2 separate regions of the Bicyclus anynana genome follow, and region 2 is linked to region 1. Evidence: chromatin contacts called from public Hi-C data. All regions are on one chromosome and are shown on one strand. The core of a region is the stretch at or near the end of the contact, and the rest is flanking DNA. Distances in the headings are between cores, read along the strand shown. Region 1 has its middle 29 kb from the start of LOC128198645. Region 2 overlaps LOC112048022 (gustatory and odorant receptor 22).

Region 1 (7,084 bases), core at 3,390-5,889:
CCCACGAAACCGACCAATCGCGACCCGCCGGCGTCTTTACTTTCCCGTCACCCTACACTATTCAATTATGTATAATTTTTACGCCCTTTTAAGCTTTCCTAAAAATTAAATCATCATCAAAAACATCCAAAAATAGTCAAGCAGTAATTCACTATCGTTGACGTATGTTAGTTTACATTATTTGAGATTCTATGTAACAAATGTCATGCGATGCTTACTGGTTGATATCATACAGTATGTAGTCGCTATTTGTAAAAAAAAGTTCTTTTGTCTTAGTCATCATCATCATCATAATTAACAGCTGCTGGAGCTGGACATAGGCCTCGACTTGCAATTCCAAACAAAACGGTATCGAGCCGCGAGTATCCAGCGACACCCTGCAACCCGCTTGAATATGTCCTCAGTCCACCTAGTGGGGGCTAACACTGCGCTTTCCGGTGCGGGGTCGCCATTCCAGCACCTTGGGACCCCAACGTCCATCGGCTCTTCGAACTATGTGGCCTGCTCATTGCCCCTTCAGCTTCGCGACTCACTGACCTATATTAGTAACTTTGGTTCTTCTGCGGATCTCCTCACTTCTGATTCGATCACGCAGAGAAACCTCAAACATAGCTCGCTCCATCGCCCGCTGAGTGACTTGAACCTTTTTATGAGGGCCACAGTTAGCGACCAAGTTTCGGATACCTAAGTAGGCACCGTATAAATAACTATAAGCACTTGATGAAAATGTTATTTTTAATCACAGACAGACGCTTTCATTTTATTCATATTAAGTAGTATTATTGTGATAAAGTTAAATAAAATCTTATAAAAAGTTACAATTTTCTATTTGAAAAATTGTTTACGAAATGTTTGTTCCATAAAGTTACATTTATTTATGCATAAGCATATTCCCTTACGTCCGGTTTTATTGCCACTAAAGTATGAAATTGCACATTAGTAAACCTTTCACATTGGAGCTGGTATGGACATAACTCGAGATTTAGTTTTAGCGAGCATTTTCTGTCACAAGATGCCATACTATATTTTTATGGAAAAAATATATTGCCGCTCTTCATTTTATAGCTTTAAGTATTTTTTTTTACCTAAATTGCTGTTTTAATTTTGGCATTAGTTAAACATTACATTTAGTTAAGGTACTGTCACTGTAATTTACTAATATTTACTTCATCTCGTGTTATTTAAATTTACGAGATGGGGAAGTATGTATTTGTTTTCAATTTGTATCAATTTCTTTACTTTTTGTCGTCTTTTGAAAGAAAAATTAATTCAAAAATAAAATTGACCCACCCACACTTATGTACACACAATAATTGATATTTTTAATAAAAAGGTATATGATTAATTGTCCGGCTTAAAATTGACCCATTTGTAAATTACTAATTGTCAAGTAACATTTTTTTTATCGACATGCTTTATTATGCTCGTTAGAACTTAACATATCATTATGAAAAAAAGCTACCATTTATACAAATTTAACGTTGCAGCTGCATAATTAATTAATGAATAAGATTTGTGTCACCTAATTAAACTAACAAAAACTGCACAAAGCAAAATAATAATTAAATATTAAAATGTAACAAGTGGCAATTAGAAAATAATCCAGATTAAATTTGTGTAACGATTTGTTAACTCGAGAACTTACTCTGAGCTCATTAACATTTAGCGAAACGAATTTTCCAAATGAGTGGCTCATTTACATTAAGGCTTTTGTTAGCCGTTCTCAGGGCGACCTTCTTTTGGTCACCTCTAGCTAATTTGGTCAGTTAATATCATTATTTTAACTGTCGTTATTATCAACGTTCGTAATTTTTACAGTTACTTTCGCATTAGTTAACAAAGGAAATATTTTATACAAATAACGATTACTTTGACGTAGTTAGTATACTTGGGAGGTTTTAAATTTGACTCTTTGATTGGGTCAGTTTGTGGATTTTAAATTTTCTAAAATCAACTAAAGTATAGTGGTTTAGTCGGTGATATACTAGACATAGGGCACTAGCGTATAAAAACTGAGGCGGACAAATTGTCTTAATTTCATTTAGTCGCTTATTAATCAACGAAAGTTGTTTATACACATATTACCTAAATATTGTCTACAATGTCAAGTTGTGTGTTTAGGAAGTGTAAAAAATATATAAATTGGATTTAGTCTCAGAACAAATTGTATAAGACCTGCCTCGCTAGACGTTACTTTTCTGTCAAAGTATATGATCAACGATCTAATGCAATTATAAAAACTGTCTCTATAGTATCGATGTTTCATAGTTGTATTACGTATTTGTCGGTTAAAGAGCTCCGTAACAATACTTTTTTGTGTAGTTGAATGGTGTAAAAAACGGGTTAAAACTACTAGTTTAGTATAAGATATATACCAAATCTAAGCTCGTTTTCCTCCGAAAATGACAGACAATTTTATCGGTGAATTTGGGTGCGATACCCGGTCCCTCCATAATTGGTCTGAGAGTTTAGTAGACTTCGTGCGCGGTTTTCACCCTCTGCACGATTTAGTATTGGTTTATAGGAACAAATTAAGTATATAACTGTACCCTAAATTATAAAAGTACTTATAATTCATATAATTTCATTATTACTTGCCATAAGTAAGATCACATTCAATTATTGAATAAAAAAAAATATTGTTGCACATTAGTGCGTCGTTTTCAAATAACTAATAAAACTTTCGACTCTTTGCAGTTCACAAAGCAAACGCCGCTAATGTCTCAATTTCAAGAAGACCTCCTTCGGTCAGCAAACACACCGCCCCCCAAAGGATCCCACTGCGCTGCCACGGCTAGGCAAGTTATCACTCGACTACAGTTGCAGTGTGCAATAAATTAGGTAATTACGTGACAACAAAACCGTGAGATATCGCGCCGTGGGCGAGGAGGACTCGCAAGTCGAATGGTCCCCCGCTGGTTCAGACCTCACCGATCGGGCGAAGGTACGAACACTTCTGTCACATCAGACCGCCTTTGTTCCCCCAAATTTGCTATCCCTTTTCGCCGGCTGAAAATGCGCTTAAAAAAACGAGACGACCAATCGTCGGCAGCCCTTTGGGCCGCGCTCATCATTTTTCACGTCTTATTCAATAACTCGCTGCGTAGTCGTCGAGATAGTGATCGAGTTTTGAAATATTTCGTTGAGAGAGCGCTACATTCCCAAGGATATGGTGTTACTTCGCGTGCGGAATGTTGGACGCGTATTGTTATTATTATACATGCCAGTTCGGGATGCTCCCTGTTGTCAGGCCGATGGTACATTGCCAAATATGGACATAGATTTATGTTCAATTAGCACAAATATGTTTATGGATGAAATCTTAAATTCTTTTAAGGCTTTAAAAACTTAAGCAAATCGGATGTTTAACTTAGTGCATAAATTATAAAAAAAGACTTAAACAAAAAACATAAAATACATGTTATAAATTAATTGAAAAAATAAACAGATTGCTCTAAATTTTTATATAAAAATCGTGCGCCTATTACATATTTATTTATAGGTACCTACTATAAATAAATATGTGGGCTTTTGCATAGATGTTGCAAAAATTACAACGAAAATTCAGTCATGAAAAATTTTCACGTTAATTTTTCATACCACTTTGAATTGTAATGTCTCTCTTTACATTAGGAAAATGTATCACGTTATTTTTTCATGTCTGAATTTTAGTGGTAATTATTGAAAAATCTATGCAAAAGCTCACATATTTATACCAAGTTTTGCGTGTCCACAAGTTAATAAATATACCATCATAAACATAATATTTATAAAAATTTAAATGTAATACGAAAGCGTACCTACCTACCGGACATGGCGGCCCAAAACGCAAGAAAGACGTCAATGAATCATCTAATTGTTCATTTGCATCACCGCGCACATTATGTGCCTCCTCGGACGCGTCAAGGCGTTACAAGTCCAGTGTAATGTCGTTTGCTGACAACAATATACAAGTACGAGTACAGTCAGCCGCTAATATAATAATATTAATAAAAACTATTTTTTATAAATTTTTAATAGTGTATTGTTTTTTGTATTGACATTGTTAACATTCAAAAAAAAGGACATAAATAAATGATAGAAAAAAACCAATACAAAGACAGTCAATTTAAGCCCGCTAATCTATAAATTTTGAACTGATGTAAAATAAGTATCGATTACAATGATATTTCATAATATGTTTGGAAAGTCTCCAAAAAATGCAGGTAATATAGTTAGTAAATATATTTTACGTTTTTTCATTATGATTCTAAGACATTTATGCATAAGATACCTTGCTCTCTTGGACACGCGTCATTTATGCAAGAGGTTAACACGTTGTAAATTATTTTAAAATCTTGCTTTACTTGACACTCGAAAGAAAAGTGTTTCTACATTAAATGCAAAATCACAAAATTACCTCAATAATTAGGAATAGATAGGTAAATAGAAAGTTAACACAACATATCTGACGCTGAGTGTACATTACAAACCCTTTGTGTCCCACATAAAAGAAACCCAGCACTTTGTTTGGCTGTAACAATTATTGTAAAAATGATTATTCGCAGTCGGCTACTTTAACGGATTAACACGTATTGTACCAGATAGGCACATTCGCATTCGACTGTACTTTTGTATATTGTTGAGATGGAGACATTCGGAAACTGTTTAGTTAAATAGTTAATACTCGAATAAGGTACAGTTACGCCCATTGAGTGTTTAGCGCAGATGCTAATCTGTAAAACAAAGTGGTTAGTTTTGCAAACTGGAAGGTTTAGCTATACCCGTGTTATCTGGACTGCGATCTTGCGTGGATTATGGCTTTGATGGACCGCACTTTGCGGGGATATTTGGTTGGCATGCCCCATTTATGTTGAGCGAGATTAAACATCTTGTAACAGTAAATAAAAAAAAAGCTTAAGCTGTGAAGATTATAAAAATAATGAGATATGAGTTTATTTTTATGTGTGCGGAAGTTTGTCTATTTACTTGCTTGATAGTTTTTTTTTGTAAGTAAATGTCGGTACGTCTACTAAGTTCTACTATAATAGGTATCTCATTAAATTAAATAGAAGAATAATAATTATAAAAAACGTAGTTAACGAACTAATTGAAACATTTAACGCTATTAAATATAGGGTTTTCTAAAACATAGTGGATCGTAACTGGATTGATATGAAATTCATAATAATTGATTACCTTAAATCCCAATAAACTACTTATAGATTTCATAAAGATGATTACATACTAGTTTCCTATGTAATATTATAGTCGTAGGAACGCGTAGTAATACTTAAAAGCTCATAAATTCAAAATGTTTATTAATTCAGTAAATCAAAGTAACATAACCTGAAAATAGCTATAATTAGTTTTGAAACCCCGTAATATAAATGCTTGAAACATATGAAGTACAGTAAAGGCTTACAATAGCAACAGAAGTAGGTCCACCGGTGCCAATTCATAAGACTTTATCAATGAACCGTGCTTCGTGGAACCAGACCACCGCTGAAAAGGAAAAACGTGAAAAAAGTTCCGAGAAATCTCCGAATCTGTCTGCGAACTCGCCAATTTGTTTTGAAATTCCCATATCCGGTGGCGCCTAGGAGTTTGAGATTTAATAACACTCCTCAACTAACGAACGGTTTATAATCTTGTGGTGAGAGATCAAAGACCCGCTCCACCGCTAATTCAACCGCTGTCGGTACGTAAGCCATAAATCCTAAACGTTTAAGCCGCTCGTTGGGAACGCCGTCAAATTAAGTGTTTTGTTTAATATGGTATTGTGTTACTGTTCAGTCTTCATGTTTAATAACGGATCGATTTATCTTACAAATTTTTATAACATATACATTATAATCATCAATATTTTTAAAGACCAGGGGCGTATCCACCGCCGTATCAACCATATCAAAGACAAGCTGACGCCGCGCGGTTTCACCCGCGTGGTTCCCGTTCTCTTAGGAATACGGTGATAATATATAGCCTATAACCTTCCTCGATAAATGGGCTATCTAACAGTAAAAGATTTTTTTGAATCGGACCAAAGACACAAACAAACCAACAAACTCTTCAGCTTTATAATATTAGCTGGTTCAAAAATTACCTACTAAAATGTAGGTAATCCACAATCTCTCTTTTTCCCTGATTAAGCGTGCGCCCAAAAGTTGGAAACATCCTACATAGGTTAAGTCATTTCATATTTATTTTAAACGAGCATTGTGAGAAATTTATCTTTTATTTGGGCCTCCAACTAATTTTGATACAGGGCATCTCTAAGGCACGCTACGCCACTGATAAAGACGTCCACTAATGAATATTGGCGGTTTCGAGCCGTCTGCATCCAGCGGATCCCTGCAATTCGCTTGAGGTCCACCTGCGGATGGGGGGTCGACCACCAGGTCGCCATTCCAGTACTTTGGGACCAACGTCCATCGGCTCAAACATGCCCGCCCTGTGCCACTTTAGCTTTGCGAGCCGTTGAGGGGTGTGGGTAGCTTTGGTTTCTTCTTATATTTTTTGTAGGAAAAAATTGTTTTTATTTGCAATTCTCCACGAAAATCGGATCCAAGACAACGTCACATATAACCTGCAGAAAAGTCCTCATGTTCATTTCACTTACGAATTGGATTAACTAATTGGACCATAATCAAAAATTTAGAATTTTTGGATTTTAAAATACCTATAGGTACAATGCGAAACTCATTTTCTGGAACTTTCCCTGAACGCCTGTTAAACTGCCAAAGTAAGTATCTATTAGAAACTTTATTTTATAAAATAATACAAATAAATAAAATTTGAGTTTTATACAGTTAATGTATCCTTATGAACTTTCTTTCAAACATAAGTTTTTAGATAATTTAAAACATTCATTTATTTTGTAATTTCCATACATTAGTCTAAGTAACTATTATGGCCATCTAGCGACGAGTAGCAAAACAACATTTCGATCTTAACCTAAATCTTTCTTTTTATAAGAAACAAAACTGATTTTAAAGCATCAAATAGATAATTTTTAAGCTTAGGCACACCTAATGAATTATTTAAATACGTGTAGATAATCTATAGATCAATATTTACACGGATTTTTATGGACAGTTGTCAAAGT
Region 2 (7,084 bases), core at 2,555-5,054, 150 kb before region 1:
GTAAACGCGAATTTCTAATGAATTGAAACAGCGCCATCTCGTGCACAACTGTTTCAATTCCATATAAATTCGCGTTTACGTTAACTCGATAGTAACAGTATGAAAATATCGAAAACTCCCACTAAGCTACTGATTCTAATGACTTCTTTTTCATTTTAGTTTTTTATTTGTTTTTAACATAAATGTAAGTAATTTTACTTTTAATCAAGTGCCTGATTCTTCTATTACAAAATGTTTATTCCGTTATTAGGGAAATAAATGGGTGTGGTAATGAATCATGATTTACCACTAAATATAGTAGAAGTTAAGCATACTTTGAATCAAATAATCGTTAAAAACTTTTAGTAGTGTAGTGTAATATAATATAATATATCTTCTATACTTACTTAATATTATAAAGCTGAAGAGTTTGTTTGTTTGTTTGGTTGAACGCGTTAATCTCAAGAACTACTGTTGCGATTTGAAAAATTATTTCAATGTTAGATAGCCCATTTTTCGAGGAAGGTTATAGGCGATATATATATCTCCGTATCCTTACGGTAACCGGAACCACGCGGATAAAACCGCGCGGCGTCAACTAGTGAACAAATAAAATTAATAGAAACCATTACTTCGTACCTTACCGTAATTAAGCCTGCCTATAGTTATACTGTGCTCAACGATCCTGATATTTTACTATTCCCATTCCAAGGTTTATTCCGCTTTATTTGTATCCGAGCAATAAACAGATCGTAAACTGAACTCGGCTTAAGAGATTCTTGTATTGATTTTCCTGAGAGTATCTCCTGTTTAACCTAGATTTAACCTTTTTATTAGTCTACTCAAGTTTGCTGCATCATGGAGAATATTAAATGATATAGTCTATTGACGCATTTGTCACCTCGACCAGCAGGCTAATTCATTATCTTTGACATACGCCAGTTGACTTAGACGAAATTAAGATTTTATTTAGGTACTTTTAGCAGAAGCAGAACAATTGAAAAAAACCCATGGTTGAAAAGTATTCAGAAATCAGGAAATTAATGCAATTAATGTTACTTTCACAAATCCTAATTTAATGTTGAAATCCATGAAGCAGCTTAGATTAGACTGAAGCATGGACCTATACCTACTCGTAAAATAAAAATATAGCAACCCATATTCGGCTGTTGAGCTTGTCTCCTCTCAGAATAGAGGGGAATGGTAATAAATGAGGGATTTATCTATCAGATAAAACTTATTTTTTACTTTTACATGTGAAAAATCGTAGTACCATTTTATCTGAATCCACATAATATTATTGGGAGAAAATGGTCGACAATTTCTCTACAACTTCAAATACCTCAAGTAACATTAGTCTGTGAATAAATTCCCTACTAGCGAGCGGAATCTCCGTCGTATTAGCGACCATTTTCAAATGCTGTTTCTGTAAAGCGAGATAGATCAATTTTTGCATGGACCAGCCCATTTATATGTTAGTAATATAAAAATTCTGCTCTGTTAATTCGTACAAAGAAAAGGCCGTGATAGCCCAGTGGATAAACCTCTGCCTCCGATTCCGGAAAGTGTGGGTTCGAATCCGATCCGGGGCATGCACCTCCAACTTAGCAGTTGTGTGCATTTTAAGTAATTAAATATCACGTGTCTCAAACGGTGAAGGAAAACATCGTGTAGAAACCGAAAGGGGTGTGAAAGTTATTCCACTTCCATCTTAGATTGTCCATCAGGTGAGATTCTAGTCAAGGGTCCACCATCAGGTGAGATTCTAGTCAAGGGTTAACTTGTAAAGAATTTAAAAAAAATCATAATAATACTCCAAAATCTCCTTCAGCTGTACTCGTATATTTCAAAGTCAAGTTTGTTTAATCGATGCGGCTAAGCAAGCTAATTGTGTTAGACAGCAAGTTTAGCGCATCACTGAACACGTGGTGGGCAGATTCATCTCGTCGCAAAGAAATTCAATTATCCCAGGTATCTCCGGTCCATGTCCTCACTTGACTACACGAGCTACCATGTCATTATACTGGTAAAGAACAAACGACTCTAATATTGTAGTAATAAAGTTCAAAATGCCATGCGTTGCACGTTACACAATTTTACGGATGCTGGCCGATCTGATAATGCTATTAATATTAGCGTATAAAATTGTTAGCATATTGACCACCTCTATGACGCAGTTTTTAGCGTTGCTTTACAGCTGGGGTATATAGTTCGATTCCTGGTTAGGGTCAATTTTGGAATTTTTAGAGTTTGAAGACCATGAGTCGTCTTTATTATTTCTTTCGAAGATTTGTGGGAAGTTACGTATGTTGATGTTTTGCCGTTAATATAAGGCTTATCGTTAAATCCATATCGAATCGGAAAGCTGTACTATGGCGTGTATGTACTCATGATTGATTGCCTTCTGTATCCTTGACTATGACCCTTGAGACAACAGCAGAACAAAACTAACAATAACTTATTATTATAATTTTTACTATTGTATCTTTAGTTTCATTCAATAAAACTAAATTGGTAATGAAAATAAAAAAAAAAAACTTCTAACTTAAAAGGCTACTTCGTTTTTTTTGTTCTGGTGTCAACTACTTTATACCCTATACCTACGATAAATCTTACCTTAGTTTAGTGACTGGTACTTCCACATTAACAAGCTCTCAGAGCGCATTTAACAAAAGTCGCCGGTCGAGTTTATATTGTTCTCAGCTTGCACTTAAAAGTTGCCCGGCCAAAGTGCAAGTTGGAGTGTTTCAAAATTGTAGTTTTGTTGTTAAGTATGTAGGAAGGTCAGCATTGGAGCTTACAGCTAATGCACGTGAAGGATTATTGGTACTTTCAGTTGACACGTGCATTTATTACCTATAATCTACTAACCTGCGACTTCGTTTCCGTAAAAGCTATTTACAAATCCCACAGGAGCCGTGGATTTATCCGGATTACAATGTTTAAAAGTTAATGTAGGATTTAATGTATCTGCAAAATGTATTTTTTAAATATTATTTAAAACTATTCATTTGCGGCGTTACTAACGATTCAGTAGGTATATTATGTCGCTGATATTGAAACAGACTAACTTTTTCCTTTGGAATACCTAGTAGCGTGCAGTGGTGTGCACAACACCTTTTACTGGGGTAAGAATTATTTATGTACTTAGAAATTGTACAAAATGGCAAATTACTTCTGCACAATCACCCCAAAAGAGTGGGTGTGCATAGAAGCAAAAATGCCTACCCAGAGAATTCATTATGTGTATGGTATACATAATGAGGTAGGTATATTAAGGTAGGCATTTTTGCTTCTATGTATACTTACCTACTATTTCTGGAGTGTAATGAAGTTTATGTTCATAACTTTCTCAACTAATACTTACAAATCATTGAAGAGGATCAGAAGGAGGTACCTGGCAGGTGCACCAAGTAATTTCCATCATTTCAAAGTTATGTCATCAGAACTTTTCAGATTTGACATTGATCAGATAAATATTGAAATTTTTAATTTCTAGGAAGTGGCTAAAATTAAGCTTCCGAGATTTGACCCATACCAGACTTACCTACAAGTATGGATTTGTAGATATACGTACCTATGTACTGTACGTACCGTACAAACTAATAAATCAAATCAAAAGAAAGGCTACAAGAATCATTACATGAAGTATTCATGAAAATTAATAATTTCATTTTAAGCGTCAAAAAATCGTTTTTTATCTATGAAAAAAGCTGAACCAAAAATACTTATGTAAAAAATGAACTTTAATATAATCCGCCATGGGGAGCGCCATCTAACCATAAATCAGAAATTTTCTATGCAACTTTACATTCATTCACCTTGGAGGTTAGTTTCAAAAGTAAAAGTAACCACCAACAACAAGAACTTCCATTCTATGATAGCAGATGGCAGGACGGACGTTATTATAAAAGTTCTACTACTCGCCGCTAGATGTCGCTTACATACCAAGCCTGTTCAGAGTTAAATAAAATGTAAATAAAACTGGCTGGATTGGGGGCGCCACTAGAAACATAACAGAACAAACGGTCTGTTTAATAATATGAATACTTATATAAATGAATAACGAATATTGAAAAATTAATTCCTCTTGTCTGCAACAGAACATAATTACAAAATAATGTTATTCTGTGGCAGTTATAAAATGAGCCATATTTGCTACAGGACTTTTGAAATTAATCATGAGTTATAACCAATTAATGATTTTTTTCATAAATGAGATACCTAAAACTTGAATTAAAAATTTTGACACGATTTGCTGACAAGATTAAATTTTATTGGTTTAGGTACACTGGTGAAAGAATTTCTCAAATTAGTCCAGTTGTTTCAAAGCATATTCAATGCAAACTTACAAACAATTAAATCTTTTCTAAAAATAAGTAAGTACCTATTAATAGAGAAAATCGGTGTAAACTTTCATTCCTTTTTAACTCCATACCTTTGTAGCTGAGCTTTTTTTATACAACTTTTTTTCAATCAAGTTGATTTGCAAAAAAAGTTATGAAAAATATTTTCTTCATACATTTTTTACATAATTGCTGCTATTCGAAGCAGAGAAAAAAAATGAAAAATCATACAAATCGTTCAAGCTATCTAAAGTTGACGTATCTCGTTTTCGCGTCGCATTTTCAGTTTTGTTATTTTTTAGTTCATTTTACATTTTATTTTACGTAATCATCCAATTTAACTGTCAAGTTGAACGATTTGCGTGCGGTTCATCTAATGCCGCCATAGCAGCGCCGCCCCCTCGCCTGCACCAATGCGCGCGCGCATGCGAAATGACATGCAAAATTACCCTCAACTGTCCGGCAAATTACAGGTTACACTCTACGTAAATGTTGGACATGTATTACGAGTATGTGCAATTTCCTTCCTCTATTATATACAAAAATAGTAAATATATACTTATTCGTAGTTTACGTACTTGTCTTATTTCACAGATTTTGCGACAGGGCCGGATTAATGAGGTCTAAGGGCTGACGAAGTTTCGGGCGTCTGCTAATAACAGTGTGTAAGTAGGTATATGTTTGTTCCTCTTTTACGCTGCGGCAACAGGAGCGATTTGGGTGAAATATGGAATGGAAATAGATTTTACTCTGGATTAACACATATGCTACTTTCCATCCCGGAAAAATCGATGGTTCCCATGGGATTTGTGAAAATCTGAACGCACGGAAGAAGTTGCGGGCGTCCGCTATCTATACTAATATTATAAAGCTGAAGAGTTTGTTTGTTTGTTTGATTGAACGCGCTACTCTCACTTGAATCTCAGGAACTACTGGTCCGATTTGCAAAATTATTTCAGTGTTAGATAGCCCATTTATCGAGGAAGGCTATAGGCTATATATTATCCCCATATTCCTACGGGAACCGGAACCACGCGGGTAAAACCGCGCGGCGTCAGCTAGTTATTATATATGAGTGCCATTTGATACTTATTTTTTTTTAATTAGTTGTCTATTTTAATATGCTAAAGAGAACAGATTTGATTGTTTGTTTATTTGTTTGATTTTAATAGGCTCATAAACTACTACACCGATTTTAAAAAATCTTTCACTATTAGGAAGCTACAAAGTACACTATCCCCGGGTGCAATAGGCTATATTTTATTCTCGTATTCCTACGGGAACGGGATCTACGTGAGTGAAACCGCGTGAAGTCTGCTAGTGTAACATAAATACTTTGCGTTTAAATTTATTTTTCTTTTAAAGAAGTTCACTCACACACTAATTGATATCGATATATTTCGGACCCTTATTCCATGTACCTACTATACGAAATTCATAATGTTTATATTTTTGATATGAGTCAACTACCCTATTCGTGAGGTTTTGTTTAGAAAGAACTAACCCTTGACATGAATTTAGGCTTAGGTTTTAGGCGCTAGTTACAGTTACGGGATGTCTTTGAGATGGAAATGAGTTATTTATTTACCTACCTTTTTATAAGAGATCTTTATTATTTATCACAGATTTTTCATTTTAATGTAAGGTCTTTTTTAACCGACTTCAAAAAGGAGGAGGTTCTCAATTCGGTCGGTATTTTTTTTTTATGTATGTACACCGATTACTCAAAGACGCCTGGACCGATTTAAAAAATTCCTTTTTTTTAACTTCGATATCAATATCAATTGATTTTGCGTACCTATATAGCATTCCTTTGACTCTAAAGGACTTGACAGACATTATTTATGGTGTAATCATCTAGAATGAGGGAAGAGCGATGAAAGTTGCGACACGGTTTATACTAGTGCAGGTTTCATCACGTTAATTATTTGTATTTACACATTTAATTTTTGGATTAACCCATTTAAGTATACTTATATAGTAGGGTGATTGTGGGAACAGTGGGTCACCCTTTTTTCCGAGTCATATATCTCAAAAACCATAAAAGCTATCGATGTCAAACTTTAGTGGAAGAAAGGTAGACTAATTGGCTGCGTTTCGGTATACAAATATATGTATTATACTTAATAGTTTTTGAAAAATATATATTTTTTTTTAAAATGGCTTTTGATCCACTGTGTCCTATATAGTGTATACAGTGAGTCAGTTTTCAGGTCACAGTGGGTCAGTTGGGTGTTTAACCTAAAATAAAAGGTAATATTTTTTATCTATGTATAAAAACTGTATTTAGACTTTGTTTAACATATTATTAATCCTTTAATATTATGACAAACAGATTTTTTTAAATGTAGTATTCTTAACTAGTCAACCAAAAGTCTTCATATGTAAAATGTCAAAGTAAATGAAGTTCTTCTTCTTTAGAAACAAATATAATAATAATATTCATTCATTCAAATATAACCAACATATATATTATAAATTTTAAACAAAACAAATAATTCTTAGCTTCTAGACTTTTTACTGTAGCCACTTAACAATTTAAAAGCACTTTCGTTTTTTACCTAACCTATAAATCACAATTGAGATTTTTGTAATAACATTATTATCAGCAAAACATAAAATTAAATAAAAACCTTTCCAAATACCAACTAACGGATATCGATTTGAGAACATAAGAGCGCAATTTTGATAATACTCCTTTAATACTTGTTCTTGCTCATCCGTGAAAACTCTGTTAACTCTGGTACAAGTCTCACATT

The links. A called contact is a pair of places that touch in the nucleus more often than the background predicts.
Region 2: a contact with region 1 is called in a Hi-C map of whole larva, with 5 times the contacts expected there. The contact joins two enhancer-like sites. A contact is called at or near these places in 2 of 2 Hi-C or Micro-C datasets (whole body and whole larva).

Annotation. Positions count from the first base shown.
Region 1 is chr13:9,565,131-9,572,214 of ilBicAnyn1.1, reverse strand. No RefSeq gene overlaps it. Among protein-coding and RNA genes, the nearest start is that of LOC128198645, 29 kb to the right of the region's middle. Within about 2 kb of position 4,639, at least 1 of the 8 cell types and tissues checked has open chromatin away from gene starts, as enhancers often do.
Region 2 is chr13:9,712,866-9,719,949 of ilBicAnyn1.1, reverse strand. The region is part of intron 1 of LOC112048022 (gustatory and odorant receptor 22); the gene reads left to right. Among protein-coding and RNA genes, the nearest start is that of LOC112048022, 48 kb to the left of the region's middle. Within about 2 kb of position 3,804, at least 7 of the 8 cell types and tissues checked have open chromatin away from gene starts, as enhancers often do.